Regions from separate parts of the Gossypium hirsutum genome. Here region 1 is linked to region 2. A link is a contact called in public Hi-C data. All regions are on one chromosome and are shown on one strand. Each heading gives the region's core, a stretch centred on a gene start, on an enhancer-like site or on the middle of the called end of the contact. The rest is flanking DNA. Distances are from core to core; before and after follow the strand shown.

Region 1 (4,318 bases), core at 1,469-3,968, 160 kb before region 2:
GGCTCGAAAGCCAAGGCCACCATTCTTCAACTCACATAATAAAGCCCAAGGACACCAGTGTATACCCTTCTGTTCTTAGATATTTCCAACAGAATCGAGCCATTAAGCTTTCCAATTCCTTACAAAATGGCTTGGGTAGTAAAAAACACATCATCGCATACGTTGGTAACGCTTGCAAGATAGACTTTATAAACACCTTTCTGCCCTCATGGAGAGTGTCTGAGCAATCCAAGAAAGAATGCGACAGCGAAACCTATCTTGTAACCTAGCAAAGGCTTGTCTCTTATGCCTACCTATAATAGCAGGGAGACCCAAATACTTCTCTATATTATTAGAAACGTGAACCCTCAAAATGCAGCCTACGTCTGAACGATTCCCGTCAGCCACTTTTATGCTAAAGACAACACTTGACTTTTTAAAGTTAATAAGCTGACCCGAGCAACTTGCATATTGCTGTAGAAGGTCTTTCAAAGTAGTCGCCCCACACGACTGTAGCATCTCCAAAAATAAGGCTATCATCAGTAAAAAGGAGATGAGTAATCAAAGGTGCTCCTCGAATAACATGCAACCCCCCGAATCTGACCATTAACCAACACCATCCTTAAAAGAGAAGAGAGACCCTCCTCACAAATGAGAAACAAGTGGGGGCTCAACGGATCCCCATGACAAAGACCCCTTGTCGGAGTAAAGTTCTCCCCTATCTGACCATTCACCACAACAGAATAAGTGATTGAAGAGAAACCACATAATGCCATTCACCCACCCTAAAGAAAAGCCCATCGTTAGTAACATGGTTTCAATAAATTCCACTCCATATGGTCATAAGCCTTGTTCATATCGTACTTGAGAGCAAAGGATCCCTATCAACCCACTGGAGGATTTCATATGCAGTTACCACATTATCCGAAATAAGACGGCTAGGAACAAACACGCTTTGGGCCTCATCGATGCACAAAGGTGGAGCACCTTCTGAAATCTGTTCACTAACATTTTTTTATGTAATTTTGAATAGAATACATAGACTGATAGGGCGAAAATGAGTTATGTTACTGCGATCGCTAACTTTGGGGATTAAAACAATGTGTATGATTAATGGAATAAAAAGGCGCATCACCTTTTAGTATGTCAATACAGAAGCATCAGACATTATTGCCAACGTTATGCCAAAAACGTTGATAAAACACAACGCCCAAACCATCCTCCCTAGCTGCCTTAAGAGGACTCATTGAATTAAGAGCAACAACTACCTCATCATTTGTAAAAGCACGTCCCAGCCTCTCATTCATCGCATCTAAAATACACCTTTCAACCCTTGAAAGAATAGCACTAGCATTTGCACTTCCTTGCAAAGTGAATAGCCCTTAAAATAGTCTCCGGCAATGCATCCAAAACCCTCATCAGATTCAACCAACCTACCATCACCAGCCTCCAATCCCTGGATACGATTCCTACAGCGCTTCTGAGTAACACAATGGTTGAAAAATGCCAAATTACGGTACCTATGTTTCAACCAGTTGGCTCTAGCTCGCTACTTCCAATAAAGCTCTTCTTTATCATAAGCAAGATTCAACACAAGCTTCACATCAACTAGGTCGTCCAAAACCTCCTCAGTTGGATCCATCCCATTTAGCAAATCAAGTTGTCTCTATAAATCTAATCCAGTCATCTTTTTACCACGCTTGAGTTTCCGAGCCCACACAAGCAAACCCTCACTCACAGTTTTAAGTCTATCCAGAACAGACCTCAACAAACCATCCCACAACCTCCTAACTTCAGCTTCACACGATGGCTCTAGCAGCCAAGCCGCCTCAAATTTAAAATACCACGAACTAGAGGAAGAACCTATGTGTGTTTCTTGTATCAAGTAGAATGGAACAATGATCTGAAAAAATCCTCGACAGATGGGACAGCTTATAATATGGGAACAGTTGGCTCCACGCCTCATTTGCCACACCTCTGTTGAGCCATTCCTGAATATTGTTATGAACCTTTCTGCCCCTTTCCCAAGTAAATCAAACCCCAGTATACCCCAGGTCCTCCAACGAACAATCAGCCAAATCATCCAGAAAAGAGGACAAAGCAGCAGTACACCCTATTTCTCAAAAGAAAAAGCAATTTCATTAAAATCCCCAAAAATGAGCCAAGGAACATTCGGACAGTCGTCCAATTGCTGTAAATGATTCCAGGAATCCGCCCTTCGTGGCTCTTCGGTGCCCAAAAAAACCTGTACACCTCCAACATTTACCATTAAAGTCTTCATTTATCAAAACATCGATATGGCTTCCTGAATAAAACCGTAAAGAGACATTGTAGTTTGGCTTCCAACCGAACGAAAGCCCCCTACTACCAATAGAACAAACATCCACTCCATTTGGATATCCACACATCCTATGTACTTTCTCCATACGATTAATCTATAATTTAGTTCAGCGAGAAAAATTACAGAGGGGTTAAGATCTCTTAGCACATGCTGAAGGCGGCCTACAGTCTGAGAATTCCTCAAACTCTAGAGATTCCAACATAAGGTTTTCATGGCGACCGGCTGGATTGCTAAGCTAGGCCTGCCGATAAAGAAATAGAAACATCCTTCGAGACTAGACAACTAGGCTCCTCTGACTCATCTTCTTAGACACGAGGCCGCTTCAGACCATCCAAATGCAGAACCGATCTGTCATCCCCAACACAGCACATTACCTCGTGTCTATCGACATGCGTAAGCCCAATCGGTTGAGACTGAACCAAGACACCAATAGGCCCAGAAAAGGCCCTATTGCGTGACCCCATGAAAGAAGCCCAACAACATTATTCTTGACCACTATATTCTCAACCAAACCAGCCTTTTGATTTATTCCCATATTTGTAGGAGGAAAAATCGGCCCTGTTACCGTCATCCCCCAATTCATAGGATTTGACATCCCTTTAATCTGTCCCTTTGTACCCGCATCTTCCCTTAACCAGATGCTCGTTGGTGCCACTACCTGCCTAGTTGGAGCCCGTAGAGTGATGTCCCACTCAAACTCGAAGTCTTGCTTTTGCTGAAGTATCCAAATAGGGCAGAAACCCTCCTCATGGCCAAGCTTCTTACAAAGAAAAAAAAAAAGAAGAGAAAGTCAACTTCTCATATTCAAATATCAGATAATCCTACTTGCCATTAACTAGCACAATCTTCTTCTTCCTCTTCAACGGCTTACGAATATCAAACCGGACTCGAACTCGCGTGACACTTTTATACCCCAACGAGATTGCTTTCGCATCATATTCATGGAATTTCCCGATAAAAGTACCCAACTACTTTTCCACCATCTCAAACATAAACCCGTGAGGTAAATCATGGACTAACACCCAGAAATCCATAGTAACCAATGGCACCACCATAGGGTCCTCCCCATCCTTAAGCCGATGCATAATGATAAGATGAGAGTTAAAATTAGACGGACCCCCCACCGCAATCCGATTCGCATCAACCGAAAAATATAGTGACCCTCATTCAGATTTGAAATTGAGATACCCCCAATCAGATGCCAAAAATTTGCTAGAGTTGATCGCATCGACCGAAAATTAATCACACTTGACGTTAAGAAAGAACCCACAAAGTAGTTCCCATAAAACACCCCACCCTCTGGACCTTCCGAACCCAACAGCAGTGCAGCCTCTTCCTCCTCACTAATGGAGAGATCAGCGAGAGTCTCTTCCACAATCGCCATTCACGACCAATACAAAACAAGCATGACCAAAACTGGAAAAACAAAAGAAACAAGAAAGAAAGGATGAGAAAAAAGAACGTGCCAAAAAGTAGAGAAATATATTTTAGTTTATAAACTTTTTAATTATATAAATTATTAAATAAATTATTTCTTCTTTATCCATATATAATTTTCCTTGGTAAGGGCATCCACATTTGTTAAGATATTATTATGGAATATTATTTTTAGGAATATCTAAATATATTGTATATCTTTTAGGTATATATTTAGGAATATATTATATATCTTTGGCTTAATTATAAATTTAACTATTAATGTTTGTATATTTTATCAAAATTACTCTAATTATATTTTTTAGCCTTTTTTGATTATCAACTTTTGATTTTTTTTTTCAAATTGCTCTTTCGAACATATTTAATGAATAAAATCAAGGTTTCAATCGTTCTTTTTTATTTTTAAAAGCTTTCAATCTTTCGTATATTTATTTATTGAGAAGTTTTTCTACTAAATTAATTTTTTTACATAATTACGTTTATTTTCTTCAAATTAAGAGTTATTTTTTTAATTTCATGTATTATTTATTTATTTTATTATTTTTCACATGTAATTATCTT
Region 2 (3,917 bases), core at 742-3,241:
ACCCGACCCGAGTACCTTCAGGATCCGCGTGTTTTTACGGTGAAGGGATATTTGCGCAATTAGCCCCTCCCTTTTGCGTTGACATTCAATTAGGGCCTATTCATATTTCCTTTTATTTTTAATTTTTTCCCTAGAATTTGCATGCTATTTCAGCTTAGTTCGAATTTAATCACTGCGTTTCGGAGATTTGGGGAATTTTCATTTTTAGTCCTTGTGTGTTTTCGCGCATTTTATTTTAATCATTGATTTTGTTTAATAATTTTATTTGTTTGTAAATCACTCCTTGATTTTGTTTTTACTTCAATAGAGTCTGTTTTTTTAAGTTTTAGTTTATGTGTTTTATTCTTTATAACTTCTTCATTATTTATCGTTTTAAAAAATTTTGTTTTAACATTTTATTTTTCGTTTGATCTCGCATTGTTTTAGTGTTTTTGTTACTTTCTTTTGTATATTTTCTATATCTTTCTCAATTTCACTTATTTTAAATTTCTCTTTTATATATTTCTATGTTTTAAAGATTTATGTGATATTTAATTTAAATATTCTTATACATTTTCTATATTTTAACATAATTTAGCTTAAATTTTTTTTATTCTATGTATATATTATTGATGCTATATTATTTTATGTATATATTTTCTTTAAAAATCTATTAATATAAAATTTATTTCCTATAAAGACCCTATTTTATCATATATTTTTGTTTATTTCAAATACTTTTATATCTTTTTATATTTTCATATATCAATTATTTATATTAAGTTTTTTTTTCATATATCATATATGTATTATTTTGTATATTACTTACTTTATAATATTTATTTTTAAAATTCATTTGTATATTACTATTTTATATATAATTTATTTTTATCTTTTTACCTATTTTAAACTCTTATATCTATTACTTGTTTTAAAATTTTTGTATTGTTTGTATAACGATGTTTTCAAATTTTCTTTCTTTTATATTATTCATTTTATTTTATTTTAAAACTCGTTATATTCTATTTGTGTAATTTGCTTGGAATTTCTTTTAAAATTGGCTTTTAATTCATTAGCCTTCGGTTATTAATATTAGTGTTTGTATAATGTATGACGTGTTGCCATTGCATGTACCCTAATTTGTTCCTTTGAGTTTTCTTATTATTTTTTATCATTCATGTAATACTATTGCTACGTATTTTTATTTCATGCTCGATACTATGCTTGTTTGTTTCTTATTATCACATCAAGTTTTAAATTCCAAATTTTCACCCAATATCAATTGCCTTTTGTCCTTAAGTAAACTAAACGAATATATTTCAAGTTCGTTTTTATAATCGCTCCTATTTAAAAACTTCTCAAATCAAAGTACTATTTCATGTTTAGTGATACGAGAAATCGTGTTCTAATGTGCTGGATTTCGATTTTTCATTTGATCGAATAACTAAATATACTTTCGAAATTTCGTCCATGTTTTCTTAAATTAAAAAACAATGCAATACTTCGTGTTTGGAAATTCGAGAAATTGTGCCCTAATGTACTGGGTTTTAATTTTTCGTTTGACCAAACGGCCAAATATCCCTTTTGAGTTTTCAATGCATGAGTTTCAAAAATCAAGAGATTGATCTTGATTCTGAGGGTTTAAAAGGTTGTGTCCTAACGTGCTGGATATGATATTATTTTCTTGGGACAAGAGAATCTTAACATCCAATTCAAGTTATTCAAATGTTTTTTAAAAGAAATTATATTTTAAAATCTTTTCAAATTTTCGACATTAGGACATTAATTAATCAATTAGGTATCAATTTTAAGTATCAATTTTAGGCGTTGCGAGGATGCCAATCCTTCCTCGTACGTAACCGACTCCCAAACCCGTTTTCTTAAATTTTGTAAGCCAAAATTAATATTTTAATAAAATAAAATATCCACCATCTAAATTTTTTTAAAATAAAAATGGTTTCAACACCTGCTATTTAATTTTGGTTCTTAACTACCTTCTTGCTTCAACACAATTTGTGACATTACCACTATTCATAATAGCCTCAAGAAAATCACACTCCGCTTATATATTGCTCGAGTTTCAAAGCAAAACCGCTACAATGTTATAGTGGGTCACGAGTTCCGATTAATTAAATGAGTAAAAGCGGGCAGCCATCGCAATTTTACAGCACTTGTATTTCAGAGTCTTCACCGTCTACTCTTCAGTAGCTTAATTCCGATTGGTCTTTTTACACGGCTGCCTTGCGGTCTGGTTTAATTCTCTGTTAATTTTTCTCTTCATTTCTCGGATCTTTTGCCTATTTTCATTTTTTCCTCTCTGTTTCTTTTCAAATGTCGCATGCCTGATCTCTGTTTTTCTGGCCATCGATACTAGATCCAGTAAGTGTTATGGATGCCCAGATGTCGATCGACAACGCGCTCATTTAAGAATTCAAGTATCCTCAATTAATACTTGTAATCTTTGTTTATTTCTGTGACTGTTCAGTTAGATTTCTTCATCAAATAGTTTAATTTCGCAAAAATTATATGCAGATTTCATTTTTTTTATCTATCCATTTTATTCGGTAAAAGACCTGCAAATTCTTTGAAGAAAAGAGGGGGAAAAAAGAATTCCTTGTAAACTAAACGAGAATAATCTGGAAGTTTACTTTTTTTTTTCTTTTGAAAAAAATAGTCATCATGCATTTATTTTTCATCTCTTCTTCAAATTCAAAGAAAACTTTGCTTTCTGTTGCGTATGAACTTCTTAAAATTTTTTGAAGACATTCAAATTTGAGAGAAGAGATGGATTTGAACTCAACCTAAATACCGACTTATAAACTCTTGTAGTTGTTGGGGGAATGTTTTAAATTAAGAAAAATATTTAAGTTTGACCGGTGAGATATCTTGTTTCCTTGAGCAAAGCATTTTTTATTTCAAAAGGAATAAAATCGCGCGCGAGCCATGCCAGCTCTGAATTTAATCGTTGGGTGATCGCGCGATTAAGGAATGTAGGCCGCCGGTGTGTGGACATGGTTAGAAAAGCTGGCTGAATTTTAATGCACAACCGACTTACTCCTCCTATAAATACTAAATAGGTTCCTCATGTCTTTGGCCGTCCTTTGCAAAAACTACATGATGCGTCCCTTTTTGTCGTCCCGTTTTCAGTATTCAATGGAGCCGTTAAAACGACGTTTCATTTTGCGTAAAAAGCCGAAGGTATGTAGGGAACTCTAAACTCTTTTTTACAGTTGTGTTTCGCCTTCATTATATTTTCCAGCTTGTTCTAACACATCATCAACAGTCAAAGGTTGTAACATGTAGTTTAAAGCAAACATGAAATAGTTGTCTTGGCTAAAATTGATAAGATCCTTAACTTTAGATTTAGAATGAATTTACGTATATATTTTCAGGAATGTGATGTAAAATTGATATATTAACTTCATGTAGCAAATTATCTATGCAAAATCCATGACATATAGGTAGATTTATGTAAAATTAGAATTCTTTAAAGACAAAATTTCCCTGAATGATTGATATTACATTAAGAAGTATTTTATGCCATGCAATTGTTTTCTACTAAAAACAAAATTTAGGGTTTCCAACTTAAAATCTTTTTAAAAATTTATTGTGAACTTTAGTTTCATTATTTTTTGGTAATGTCTTTGCTTTAAAATTCTGATACAAAATTTAGTAATTAGAGATTGATATTCGTTTTGTTACTTAACTTTGCTCTAAATTTTGAATTATGTTGGGAATTAGAGAAAGATGAAGTCAACAAAATACATGAAGAGTTTTGAAAGGTTGAAAATAGATATGAAAAAAATCAGCAAAGAGCAGCAAAGCATCAAAGAAGGGCAAGGTCAAGTTGAAGCAAAATTCAATGCTATCGAACAAGAATGCAAGCAGCTTTGCGACGAAATTGATCTAATGATCCGATGCAGTGCCAACACTCAAAT

Evidence for each region. A called contact is a pair of places that touch in the nucleus more often than the background predicts.
Region 1: a contact with region 2 is called in a Hi-C map of leaf, with 1.6 times the contacts expected there. The contact joins the enhancer-like site here to the promoter of LOC107895152 in region 2. A contact is called at or near these places in 2 of 34 Hi-C or Micro-C datasets (callus and leaf).

Annotation. Positions count from the first base shown.
Region 1 is chrA13:90,033,216-90,037,533 of Gossypium_hirsutum_v2.1, reverse strand. No RefSeq gene overlaps it. Among protein-coding and RNA genes, the nearest start is that of LOC107895149, 4.0 kb to the left of the region's middle. Within about 2 kb of position 2,718, at least 9 of the 9 cell types and tissues checked have an H3K27ac peak or open chromatin away from gene starts, as enhancers often do. A contact at or near this core is called in leaf, where this site is marked.
Region 2 is chrA13:89,870,204-89,874,120 of Gossypium_hirsutum_v2.1, reverse strand. LOC107895152 reads left to right here and starts at 1,991. Exons shown (of 5, transcript XM_016820400.2): 1 at 1,991-2,225; 2 at 2,354-2,414; 3 at 2,902-3,177; 4 at 3,721-3,917. The coding sequence starts at 3,064. LOC107894743 (a long non-coding RNA gene) reads right to left here and starts at 133. Exons shown (of 3, transcript XR_001683241.2): 1 at 1-133.